Linked DNA regions of Sus scrofa: region 1 is linked to region 2. Evidence: chromatin contacts called from public Hi-C data. All regions are on one chromosome and are shown on one strand. Each heading gives the region's core, a stretch centred on a gene start, on an enhancer-like site or on the middle of the called end of the contact. The rest is flanking DNA. Distances are from core to core; before and after follow the strand shown.

Evidence for each region. Hi-C and Micro-C count contacts between places; a contact is called where the count stands out from the background.
Region 1: a Hi-C map of liver shows a contact between it and region 2, with 1.6 times the contacts expected there. The contact joins two enhancer-like sites. A contact is called at or near these places in 3 of 5 promoter capture datasets (fetal skeletal muscle, liver and skeletal muscle), 7 of 47 Hi-C or Micro-C datasets (fetal heart ventricle, liver, mesenteric adipose tissue and 4 more) and 1 of 2 datasets of contacts at active chromatin or transcription factors (skeletal muscle).

Annotation. Positions count from the first base shown.
Region 1 is chr9:41,851,141-41,857,258 of Sscrofa11.1, reverse strand. It overlaps LOC102168180 (a long non-coding RNA gene), which reads right to left. Exons shown (of 8, transcript XR_002335645.1): 6 at 1,976-2,129; 7 at 769-996. Among named protein-coding and RNA genes, the nearest start is that of NNMT, 17 kb to the left of the region's middle. Within about 2 kb of position 3,733, at least 6 of the 83 cell types and tissues checked have an H3K27ac peak or open chromatin away from gene starts, as enhancers often do. A contact at or near this core is called in liver, where this site is marked.
Region 2 is chr9:41,648,518-41,654,084 of Sscrofa11.1, reverse strand. The region is part of intron 2 of ZBTB16 (zinc finger and BTB domain-containing protein 16); the gene reads right to left. Among named protein-coding and RNA genes, the nearest start is that of ZBTB16, 12 kb to the right of the region's middle. Within about 2 kb of position 2,789, at least 12 of the 83 cell types and tissues checked have an H3K27ac peak or open chromatin away from gene starts, as enhancers often do. A contact at or near this core is called in liver, where this site is marked.

The sequences.
Region 1 (6,118 bases), core at 2,484-4,983, 200 kb before region 2:
CAATGCTGGGTCCAAGCCGTATCTGCAACCTACGCTGCAGCTTGCGGCAATGCGGATTCTTTTTTTTTTTTTTTTTTTTTTTTGCTATTTCTTGGGCCGCTCTCACGGCATATGGAGGTTCCCAGGCTAGGGGTTGAATCGGAGCTATAGCCACCAGCCTACGCCAGAGCCACAGCAACTCGGGATCCGAGCCGCGTCTGCAACCTACACCACAGCTCACGGCAACGCCGGATCATTAACCCACTGAGCAAGGCAAGGGATCGAACCCTCAACCTCATGGTTCCTAGTCGGATTCGTTAACCACTGCGTCATGACGGGAACTCCTGGCAATGCGGATTCTTAAGCCAAGGATAGAGGCCAGGGATCAAACTGACATCCTCATGGACATTATTTTGGGTTCTTGACCCACTGAGCCACAACGGGAACTCCCCATGTTGTTTCTTGACTTTGATGTCTCACTTACACTTTTCTCTTGTCTGAAAAGCCCTCTCTACCTTTGCTTGATTCGACCCTCTTATCCTTAAGACTGGACCTGGGCATTACCTCCAGGAAGCCTTCCGTGACTCGCTCTACCCCACGCCCACGTCTAGGTGAATGCACTTCTGAGCCTTGCACCCTCTCACTGAACTTACCACACCACACTGCAGTGGCCATTTGCCTACCTGATCCTGGACTCGGGGAAGAATCTGAATCCACTTCCCCTTTGTACGCCTAGCTCCGGACCTGAGCCACGTGTGAACGGCTATTAGAGGGAACCTATGGACTCACCACGTCCTGTCCACTGTACTCATCCTCCAGCACAGCTTCAGGGACTCCGGGGAGGTTTTCACTGCAGGAGAGGCCCCAGAAAAACTCCCTTCCAGAGGCCAGCTGGGTGCCTCTCCCTTGGTCTGTCATCCTGGCTATTTATGGGCCAGTCCCTAGCTGGATCTGGAAGCAGGCAGATGTGGGTTAGGTTTCCTGGGCCTCAGCCGCTGCTGTGGAGGGGGCGGGGGACTGCGAACATCACATATGATTAGTGAAGGTCAGTGAAAATCTGGGTGCTCTGCCCTGGCAGTGGCTTCGTTTGCATGATTTCAGCATTCAGAGGTCACACTGGATGGGCGAGCAGGGCTCAGACAAGGAGCTGGCCATGGACAAGCAAGGCTGAGGGAAGGTCCCCACTGGCCCTGCATCCTGCCAAGCTCGAGGCTCGGCTGCCCCCTTGTGTCCACAGGGTGAAGGGCAAGGGAAGCAATCCAAAGCCTGGCTGGGACTGGTCCCCTCCTGCCTCCTTCTCCCCAAGGGCACCCCCACCCAGGGGCTCACATTCAGCAGGGTGACCTGCCCGGTCCTCCAGGAGCATGCCACCCACCCCACTCACTGCTGGCCTTTCCCCTGGAGGCCCGAGTGCCCGGGAAGGGCTCGAACATTGTAAAGGGGGCTTTGCTGTGGGAGGCTAGCCAACAGGCAGGAGGGCACTTCTCCGCTCCCATGTAGGGGAGCTCTCTCAGAAAGAGGGGGGCGCTGCTGGGCTTGGCACTGGTCCCCCAGAGCTTCTGCTACTCTGTGTGGGGCCAGTTAGCTTGGTTCATCCCAGGCACTCCTGCCCCCTGCCCCCCCACCCCCCTCCACCCCAGCTATTCTCCAGAGCATCACCCTGTTTGTTTCATTCTTGGGGCTCCTCACGCTCTTGCTTTGTTCTACTCTTTCGTCGCCTGCCTCCCTTCCCCTCCCAGCAGAATGAGGGCAGGACCTTGTCGGACCCACTCACTGCATCCCCAGACTCCAGAACAGACCCAGCGTGTGCTTAGCACACGTTTTCCTATCAAGGTTTCCCCAAACGGGCTCCATGTCCACCCAGGGCTCCCACCTTGGCCAAGCTGCTGCTTCTGCCCGCAAAAGCCTTCAACACCCAGTCCACCTCCCCCTCCCCTCCCTGTTTTCCTGGCAACCTGGTATTCACGGTTGGTTCAAGGCTCACTTCAAACACTACCTCTTTGCCAGGCCTCCCTTATTCCCGCAATGAGGCATTTCTTCCTGTGCGCTCCTCTCCTGTAACAGCCGTCATAACTGCCCGGGAGCCCAGCAAGGGCAAGAATTGTGTCATACTTGTTCTTTCATCCTCAGTGCCTGGCAGATGGCAGATGCTAAATAAATATTTATAGATGAACCCTGATTAGCCGGGAGAAGCTCACAAAGCCCAGGGGTCTAAGCTGCCCTCCTGGCCTTGCCTCCGCTGCTGCTCTCATAGGGATCCCACCCTTGGGGCAATGCAAACATCACACCATTCACCCAGTGGCTTCCTAAGGCCATTTTTTTTTTTTTTTTGGGTCTTTTTGTCTTTTGTTGTTGTTGTTGTTGTTGCTATTTCTTGGGGCGCTCCCGCGGCATATGGAGGTTCCCAGGCTAGGGGTCCAATCGGAGCTGTAGCCACCAGCCTACGCCAGAGCCACAGCAACGCGGGATCCGAGCCGCGTCTGCAACCTACACCACAGCTCACGGCAACGCCGGATCATTAACCCACTGAGCAAGGGCAGGGACCGAACCCGCAACCTCATGGTTCCTAGTCGGATTCGTTAACCACTGCGCCACGACGGGAACTCCTTTCTTTTGTGTGTGTGTGTGTGTGTGTGTGTGTGTGTGTGTGTGTGTGTGTTTGTGCTAAGGCCATTTTTTTAAACAGTATTTTTTCCTTCAATAGGAATGTCTTTGCTACCATCCCTTATTTATTTATTTATTTTGTATGGCTGTACCCACAGCATATGGAAGTTCCCTGGGCTAGGGATTGGATCCCAGCTGCAGCTGCAACCTGTGCCAGCTGAGGCAGCACAGGATCCTTACCCTACTGTGCCACAGCGAGAGTTTCTCCTCCTTTATAATGCATCTTGGCCACCACTTCCTCCCTGAAGCCTTCCTTGGTTCATTCCCAAGCAGGAACTAATCCCTCCTTCTTCTTCGCATCCCATCGTCCCTCTCCCGAGCTAGTAATTCTGCCTCCCATACAGCCCTATGCCTGCTCAATGGGAGCTTAACAGAAGCGTGCTGCCCATTATCCCAGCAAATGGTAACCCTCTTGGGTCCCTGGCCATGTCTCACACTCCTCGGTCTCTATCTCCAGGAAGACAAATGCTCAAATGCCCACTCACAGGTGGCAGGCAGAACTGTACCTGGTAACTTGAATATCATGTCAGGGAGCCGATGTGAAGGCCCAGGACCCCAGCAGAAGCTTTGACAGGTGCACACCTGCACCTCCTGCAGGAGGCAGAGACTGGACGCTGCAGTCCCACCGAGCATGCTCCCCAGACATCCTCTCCCTATTCCCGCCTACCTAGCTCTTTGCCTTACACTTTCCCAGCCCAGTCCTGCTTTCCCACCGTACATGGCAGTGTACACTCGGAGCTCTCCTTGGGTGGGGTGTGAGCACTCAGCCTCTGGGTCCACCTACTGCAAGTGTGTCCTGGTGGTTAATCCTGATCTGAACGCAGCCTTTGGGAGAGTCAACTTCACCTATCCCTCAGGTGGTGGCACTATAGGTAGATCCTACCCACTTCTATGGGTGGGTCATCAGCTTATGCATGTGCTCACATGCGTGTGCACACACACGCGCATATACCCAGATACACACACGGGGTAGAATGTAATCAAGGGCTTACATGTTGCAACCATGTTTCGTGTAAAGACCAGCCCTGGTCAAAGGGCTGTGTCCAGCTTTACACAGACACTCAACAAATATTTGTTGAGTGACTAAATTGCTTGTGTGCCCACCGCTGAGTCACCAACCATCAGTGATTTGACACTCCTCTGCTCACTTGAAGCTCTGGCCTGTTCTACCACTCCAGGTGCCCGGTGTCTTAGCCTTAGTGCCCTTGGGGGACAGGGCTCCCATACTGGCACCCAAATGTCTTCAGTTTTTCCAGAAGTTCACCAAACACAATAGGTTGTTTCCCCTCTGGGTCTTGGTACTTGTCCTGGAAGTTCTTGCTCTTCACCCCTGATTCCTTTGCCTGGGTCACTTTTCTTTTCTTTTTTTTTTTTGTTTTTTTTGTTTGTTTGTTTGTTTGTTTTTTGTTTTTTTTAGGGTCACGCCTGCGGCATTTAGAAGTCCCCAGGCTAGGGAGTTCCCGTCGTGGCGCAGTGGTTAACGAATCCGACTAGGAACCATGAGGTTGCGGGTTCGGTCCCTGCCCTTGCTCAGTGGGTTAACGGTCCGGCGTTGCCGTGAGCTGTGGTGTAGGTTGCAGACACGGCTCGGATCCCGCGTTGCTGTGGCTCTGGCGTAGGCCGGTGGCTACAGCTCCGATTCAACCCCTAGCCTGGGAACCTCCATATGCCGCGGGAGCGGCCCAAGAAATAGCAACAACAACAACAAAAAGACAAAAAAAGACCCAAAAAAATAATAATAAATAAATAAATTAATTAAAAAAAAAAAAAAAAAAAAAAAAGAAGAAGTCCCCAGGCTAGAGGTCAAATCAGAGCTGCAGCTGCTGGTCTTCCCACAGCCACAGCAACACCAGATCTGAGCCGTATCTGCGACCTACACCCCAACTTGTGGCAACGCTGGACCCTTAACCCACTGAACAAGGCCAGGGATGGAACCTGCACCCTCATGGATACTAGTCAGGTTCATAACCCTCTGGGTCACAACGGGAACTCCTGGGTCACTCTTTACATCTCCCTGATCTGCTTGCCTCTTCCTTCAAAAAGCCTTTCCCTAGTGCTCTGTCCCTGCCCCAAACTGGGTTAGGTGGGTTGCTCTGGACATGAAGGGAAAACAGCTTCTCTAGCTCTGTTTAGAACTGCTTGTTACATGCCTTTATAAGGTCAGCTGAAACTTACACGAAATTGCTTGTGTGGTTATTTAGCAAATGTATTCATGTTATAGCTTAGAGGTGTCACAATAACCCTGGGGAAGGCTGTGATGACTCCCATTTCAGAGATGGGGAAACTGAGGCTCCGAGGTGCCCACATGAAGCCACAAGAGCAAGTAAGACAGAGAGCTAAGCATCAAAGTCCACGCGCGAGCTTTCCATTTCATGGGGCGGGGCTGCCACATTAGCAGGAGCGAGAAGCGGGTGGGGAGCAGGCTCAGAAGTCATGTGGTCTGAATTGCCTAAAACAGGAGAGCAGGAGCAGGACTCTGACCCCTTCCTTCCAGGAAACCCTGAGAGCTCTCAACACTAAGGAGGCACAACTTTATTTCTCGAGTCCAATTCCTTTTCCCAACCCTGGGCCATTAGGGGAGTATATTAGAAACCTCTCCTTTTGAGATAAGCAGCCCTATTTACCCAGCGGTCATTTGCTGGTAAGGGTTCTATGTGGAGCTGACTACATGGACAGGGAAGTGAATGAGGTGGCAGAGTGATGGTTGGAGCCCTGTCCTGCATGCTGCTGGCTCCTCCAAGTCCTTGTCTCGGTCTCCTCTCTGGGCCACCAGAAAAAACACCCTCGTGCAGTCGGAACGGTTATCCAAGAGGATCTCAGCAGCCTGTGGAACTTTCTCCAGCTTCTCAACGGTGAAGCCGGTCTCCTGCGGGGCCTCCCACAGGATTTCTCCTCCAGGGGCCGTGCGGAGAACCTCTCGTCCCCACCACGACGAGGCTGGTCTCCAAGCCCCCGCCCAGCACCAGATGGCCCCTGGTCCGGAGCAGGGTCCTGAGGTGGCACAGGGTGGCCCCCTCGGGGCACAGGGAGGAAATGACACAGTCACTTGGGGCAGGATCTCCTGTTGCGGGGACTGTTCCTTCAGAACGTGGCCCTCGAGCACCTGGTGGACCGCTCTCTTAAGCGCTCCTCCCTCCGGGCCCACCTGTCTCTGGAGTGGAGGGAAGAGCAAAGCGGGGCAGCTGGCTTGTGCTCGTCACGTGGACCACACACATGCCTCTTGTCCATACTCTGCCTGGCACTCGGACTCCCAAGAGAGCAGGTCATTGGTTTTCCAGGTGAAGAAACTGAGTTGGAGGGGGACGTGGTCCTGAAGCCAGCTGTGCACAGCCAAGGCCAGGACCTGCCCACCCAGGGGCCCCTCTACCGGCCATGCTCCCCTGGCCATTAGCCCGTTCTCTTTCTGCCAGCCCGTGTTTAACACGACCCAGGCAGGTGCCCCCAGGAATGGAAAGTCTGCCTGGAATCAGCTGAG
Region 2 (5,567 bases), core at 1,540-4,039:
TACTGTGCCCTGAGACCATACCACATGCCTGGCCATGGGGGTTGCTGTCCCGTGGGCACCGTCTCTTACGAAGGACATCCGGCACACGTGTGAAGTCAGTGTCTTTAACTTCTCGAGCAAACGAAGAAGCAGGTGGCTAGGCATCCATCGCAAAGCTTCCAATGGGCGGAGGATGAATTCAAACCGGGGTTTGGCCGCAGACACGATGCCTCCCAGCTTCCCACCGTTCTGCAAGCAGCAACCAGCCCAGAATATCCAGACACTCCCACCAGGAAGGGAGAGCAAGCAAAGCCCCCTCCCCTGGATCCCACCCCCCCCAGACAAGCTCTGCCTGCATGTGGGGGTCTCTTCTCCTCCACCCCCCCAAGCCCCGGCCCCCAGATTCCACACCCACATCCAGGCCCACACCCTCAGCTCTGCCAACACACAGCCATCCAGGCATGGAAACGGTTAAGTCGCCCTCAGCGAATAAATCAAAAGTTCAAGGCTGCAACATACCACAATGATTCCTTCTTTACATATGACGAGAACCAGAGAGGGGCTGAAATCCCAAGCATCCTGAGCGAGGTCTCCCCGGCCCGCACAGGTTATGCCGCCAGGGTCAGGGCCGCGGACCTTTAGCGGCAACATTCATTTCCTGAACAGGACAAGTCCTCCTGACCATAAAGCTAATAGGAACTTCCTCGCACGGCGAGCTCCGGCTGACAGGGCTACTTGTCACTGGCCACGCAGGAGGAGAGCGCTGGTTCCCATTAGTGGGTTATGATGCCAGGTGCTACTAATAAGGTACATCGGCAAGAAACAAGAGCCTGCTAAGCTGTCTCTCCAACTCTGGAAGTCATCAGGCCTGGGCTTCGGGCTTGGGGAGGGGCCTTCTTTAAGGGGAAGAGGGAGCTTTAGCCACTGTGGACCCCCCCGGCAGCATCTAACCTGCCGAACGGCTGAAATCAATACATTTCAGACCATCGCTCTGCATGTCCCCCAGCTGCCATAAAAGACTCCCCCAAATGGACGCTCATAGCATTTCCCCCAGCGCTCCAGGCCTGATGGATCACCCAGGGCCATTACGGTCGGCCACATCTGCTTCTCACTATGGCAAGGAGGGTCGTGCCAACAGGCCTAATGGCATTAAGATCACAACGCTCAGTTAATCCACTTAGAGACTGATGCCCGGTGAGGGTGGCAGGGGACTTGGGAGGCGAGAGGCTCCCTTGTGAGGTCACAAGCGAAGCGGGGAAACAGGGAGGCGGCCTCACATGGAGTCCCTGCTGTGGGATCGAGGGGACAGGGTACCTCACTGAGCCTGTTTGAATCCCATCGAGAGGGAAGGGCTAAGCTCGCTTCACAGAACAGGAGCCTGATGGTCAGACAAGGGAAGCCACCTGCCCCAATTCACAATGAGGGGCCAGCAGGCAAAGCCAAGTCTATCTGAGATCCGTCTGTGCCCTGGCCCTACACACCGACAGGCACAGGGTCTGGCGGTGCCTGTCTCATTCTCAGCATGCCTGTCTTATATGTTCGCTCTTATCATCTGGGGCATCTAAAGGGCCCTAAAGAGGGGAGAACTGTAAACACCACTTTCAACTGGCCCACAGTGCAACCTCCCATCAAGATTTCTCCAACTCCATCTTCTAGTAATTTCGCCAGTCATACCCCCCCTGTCTAGGGAAGTTCTTTCTCTTATCTGACTTGGATTTTTCCTACTGCAAAGCTGAACACAGTCTGCTCTTGCTGAAGAAAATCAGATCTTAAGGACAGAGTCGAAAGTGAGGGAGGAATTTAGAATTCAGCAGGTTTTTGTGAGTTTTTACCCGAAGTTTCCGTGCTGACGATCAAGGACCGGATCCCCTCTTTGCAGCTGCAGCGTTAAGCCTCACGTAGGCAAAAACCCAACCAGAGTTTTTCCAGACTGAGCCAGCATAATAAGGACATGGGGGCTTTTAAGGGGAAACAGTAGAAAGGGGAAATTCTGATTATGCTGGCATGAGATTAACAGCATGGAATTTTTATTTTTGTAAGTGGGTTTCTTTTTCTCTCCCTTTTTCTGTTTTTGGAGTCAGCATAAAAGGCCTCTATCCCTAGAAGCTGGTCTCTCTCTGTGTGAGAGATGGTGGAGTGCTCTTGGACCCGCGTGGCCCCGGCCCGGAAAACACAAACCTTTCGCACAGTTAAGCAGCGCCCTCCCTCCCCCCTCCTCTCTGGTCATCAGAGGAAGCTAGTGGCCAAGTGATGAGCCTCCTGGTCACCGGCCACAGGGAACACGGAGCTGGTCCTTCCTGTAACTCCCCCTTCCCTTCCGACTCCATTAGGGGCTGAAGATCCAAGCAGGACGTTATGGAAAGAAGCATGAACGTGGAGCCAGAAGACCTAAGCACAAATTCTGGTGCCACCCTTCACCGGCTCACCAGGGACAGGTCCATTAGCCTCTCGGGTTCCCCTCTGCCCATCAGGGAACGGGAAACAAATATCTACCCTACAGGGCGGCTAGAGGGGTTGGGAAGATACAAACACACTTGGCACAGAACCTGAGGCGTGTCAAGCCCTCAAAGCGCTGTTTGCTGAATCCACCCTTAGAAGCATCCTGCACGGCGGAGAAGGAATGGGAAGGGGCTCTGAAACATGCTCCGTCCACAAGCCCAGGCTTCTCGGAAAGGAGGTGTTTGTGCTCCTAGGCTCTGCCGCCACTGCAGTGATTTGCTGGCCTGACCACATGCACAGGCAAGGGGACAGGGCAGTGGTGAGCTGCCTCGGCATTTGGAAACGATGCCAGTGGAGCGCTGCCCGGCTAAATTTAAACGAGGACTGGGATGACTCATCAGGCTTCAGGTCAATGGGACAAAGAGTACCCTGGCCACCGCGCTAGAAGAGATCAGATTGAGGGGGAAATTTCGGTGGTCACTGTGTATCAGCTCCAAATACAGGACGCCAGAGGTGGCAGCTCTTATTTAGGTGCCGTATAAACAATACCTTTGGGGGAAAGCAGGACCTGGACCAACACGAACATAATTTTTACCCTGCACTGCCAGCTTTACAACAATGGCAGCAAAAATACAACAGCAAACATTTACTTTGGGTCACCTACTTCCTAGCCAGTGCTCAGTATTTACTGATTAATCCCTGTAACAACCCAGTAAGTAAGTACTGTTATTATTCCCATTTCACAAATGAGCAAACAGGCGCAATAAGGTAATGTCCCCAAGAGTAATGTCAGGTAATGTTAAGTAATGTAACCAGAGCCACACAGCTGGTAAGTGGTCAGGTTGGGATTCTGACCCAGAGAGTCTGACTTGCTCAAAATGTCTATTTACTACGTGAAACACATGGGGTCGAAGGTGAGGGAGTGGGGGTGCCATGGTAAGTTTTCCTTTCCACCAAAGTCAATGCCACTGAGTCAGAGCTTTCGCCTACCACCACCAGAACAGAACTTGACCAAGAAAAGCTTTTGTTCTTGTGGAAAATTCCAGAACCCTCCAATGGGCGAAGTGAGGCAGGCCTGTATTCATTTAGCAAGACTCATGTCTCACACACGGGCTTTCAGCTGGACTTGTTTTCAAGTCATTCATTTTTAAAACTTAAAATAATTGGAAATGTTTTTCCCCAAATTAGCAACAAATCAGAGTTGTGAACGGAGTTTCGATTTTAACTTGTAGGATCATCACAATTTGAAAGATTCAGAGTTGTCCCAGAACAAGCAGAAGGAAAAAAAGTGTTGCTGAATGAAAGCGTTCTTGCCCTCTCCTTCCAGCAATTAGCAACTCCATCCAATAGCGACAGCAAATTAAAATGGGACTTCTCACCAAGATGAGAGAGCAGGCAACTTACTTCTGCTAGAAAGAAAACTAAAGAACTCATCTTCAAATTTCCAAGAGTTCAGCCTAGATCCCAGATGACTCAGTAACCCTAAGCAGGTTAAAGTACTAAAAAAAAAAAAAAAGCAACGAAGTCCAAGTAGACAGAATCAAATCAAACTGACCCTGTTTTAGCTGGCTGACTCCCAAACCAGATTCCAAAACAGAGCAAAATTCAATTAACCAAAAGGACTTCATGAGGCTATAAGTAAGTGCAGAAGCGGCAAACTTTTGAAAGAGTTCACCAATTCAGAAATAGCTCATCCAACTGGCTAGTTTTAGAAATGAAGACGATAAGCTCAAGATGAAAAAGAGACCAATGAGAGTGACAGAGGGAGAAAAAGAAGAAAGCAAGCGAGTGAGCAAAGTCAAGCCGAGTACGGAGACCCAGCCTCCCAAACAGCGGGCCTCAACCCCCCAGAGCCCGCTGCCATCCTCCGCTCTTCACAACCAACAATCGACGGCTCCAAAAGACGAGCTCTCCAGGAGCCCAGGAGCTTATAAACTTAGGTCATTCATCACCCCCAAAAGGATACTTCCTGGAAACAGGAACGGTTTCAGAAAGGATTTAGGCAAATCTGTGAATGACAGAGCAGCCATAAATAGCTCCTAAGAGATCTGGGCTCCACCTGACCTTTAGGATTGACGTCAAGGAAGAGACCCGTAGCCTCCAAGGGTGGTATCTTAGGGATGGTGTTGGCACCTTAAGACTAGGTCAGATGGATCTGACCCAGAACGGCAATGCCCATGTGCTTATATGGCCTGTGGAGGAGCACCCGGGACTGTGAATCTGAGAGTGAGCTGAGCTCCTGGCCCTAACCATTTATAGCTATGTGACCTTGGGCATGTCACTTACCCAAAGTTCACGGTCCCCACCTGTATGTTAGGGCCGATAATGGCCAACAATCCTTTACTCCAAACCCTTGGGTGCTTCAGAAATCCCAACTGTTCAGATTTTAGAAAGGTGCTATGGGGCCTAGAGTGTTTGCCAGTCCCAGAGTCGTCTAGGGAAGCACTCTGTAATCAAACACATTAATATTTTGGCAGCAAAACATATGAATATTCAAAATCGGCAGGATAAATATAGCCTCGCATCAGTTCAGATCAGGTTTTGCTACTAAACGAGTTTGCGGCCAACTTACACAAACCCTTTTAGCTTTCAGAGCTTCTCAGATTTCACCATCCCAGATATGGAATGAGGGACCCACACCCCCTGAGGGGAGGCTGTGAGTTAAGCAAGAGCAAGTCATGAAGGCGCTTTGCAAAGGAAAAAGTGGGACAACCAAGAAAAGACATTATTAATATTATCACCGTTGCTATCCTTACGCCCCAGCACACTCGTGTCCAAACAGAATTCGGTTTGACCTCAGAGGTGCCTGAAGCTGGCAGAAGGATGAAAGGGGATCAAGAGTTCAGGACAACTTCTAAATTCCCCTAAACTGAGGTCAATGGCTCTTGGCCCTCTACAAGGCCAACCACCGAAAACCGAGCAGCTGGCCACCCGAAAGGGGTCAAGACAAAGGGCCAGGCAGAACCCTGACGTCTCCACGACATGGTCCATGCACCCTACAGCTGGCCCCGGAAACCACTGAGTAGGTCTGCACACCTGAGTACAGGGAGTGGGCTTGGACCAGCTCTGTGGCTCCTGACATCCCTTCACGAATCAGGCAAGAGTTCCTACTGCGTGTAGGCAGGACACACACCAGAGCTGGTCCCCGG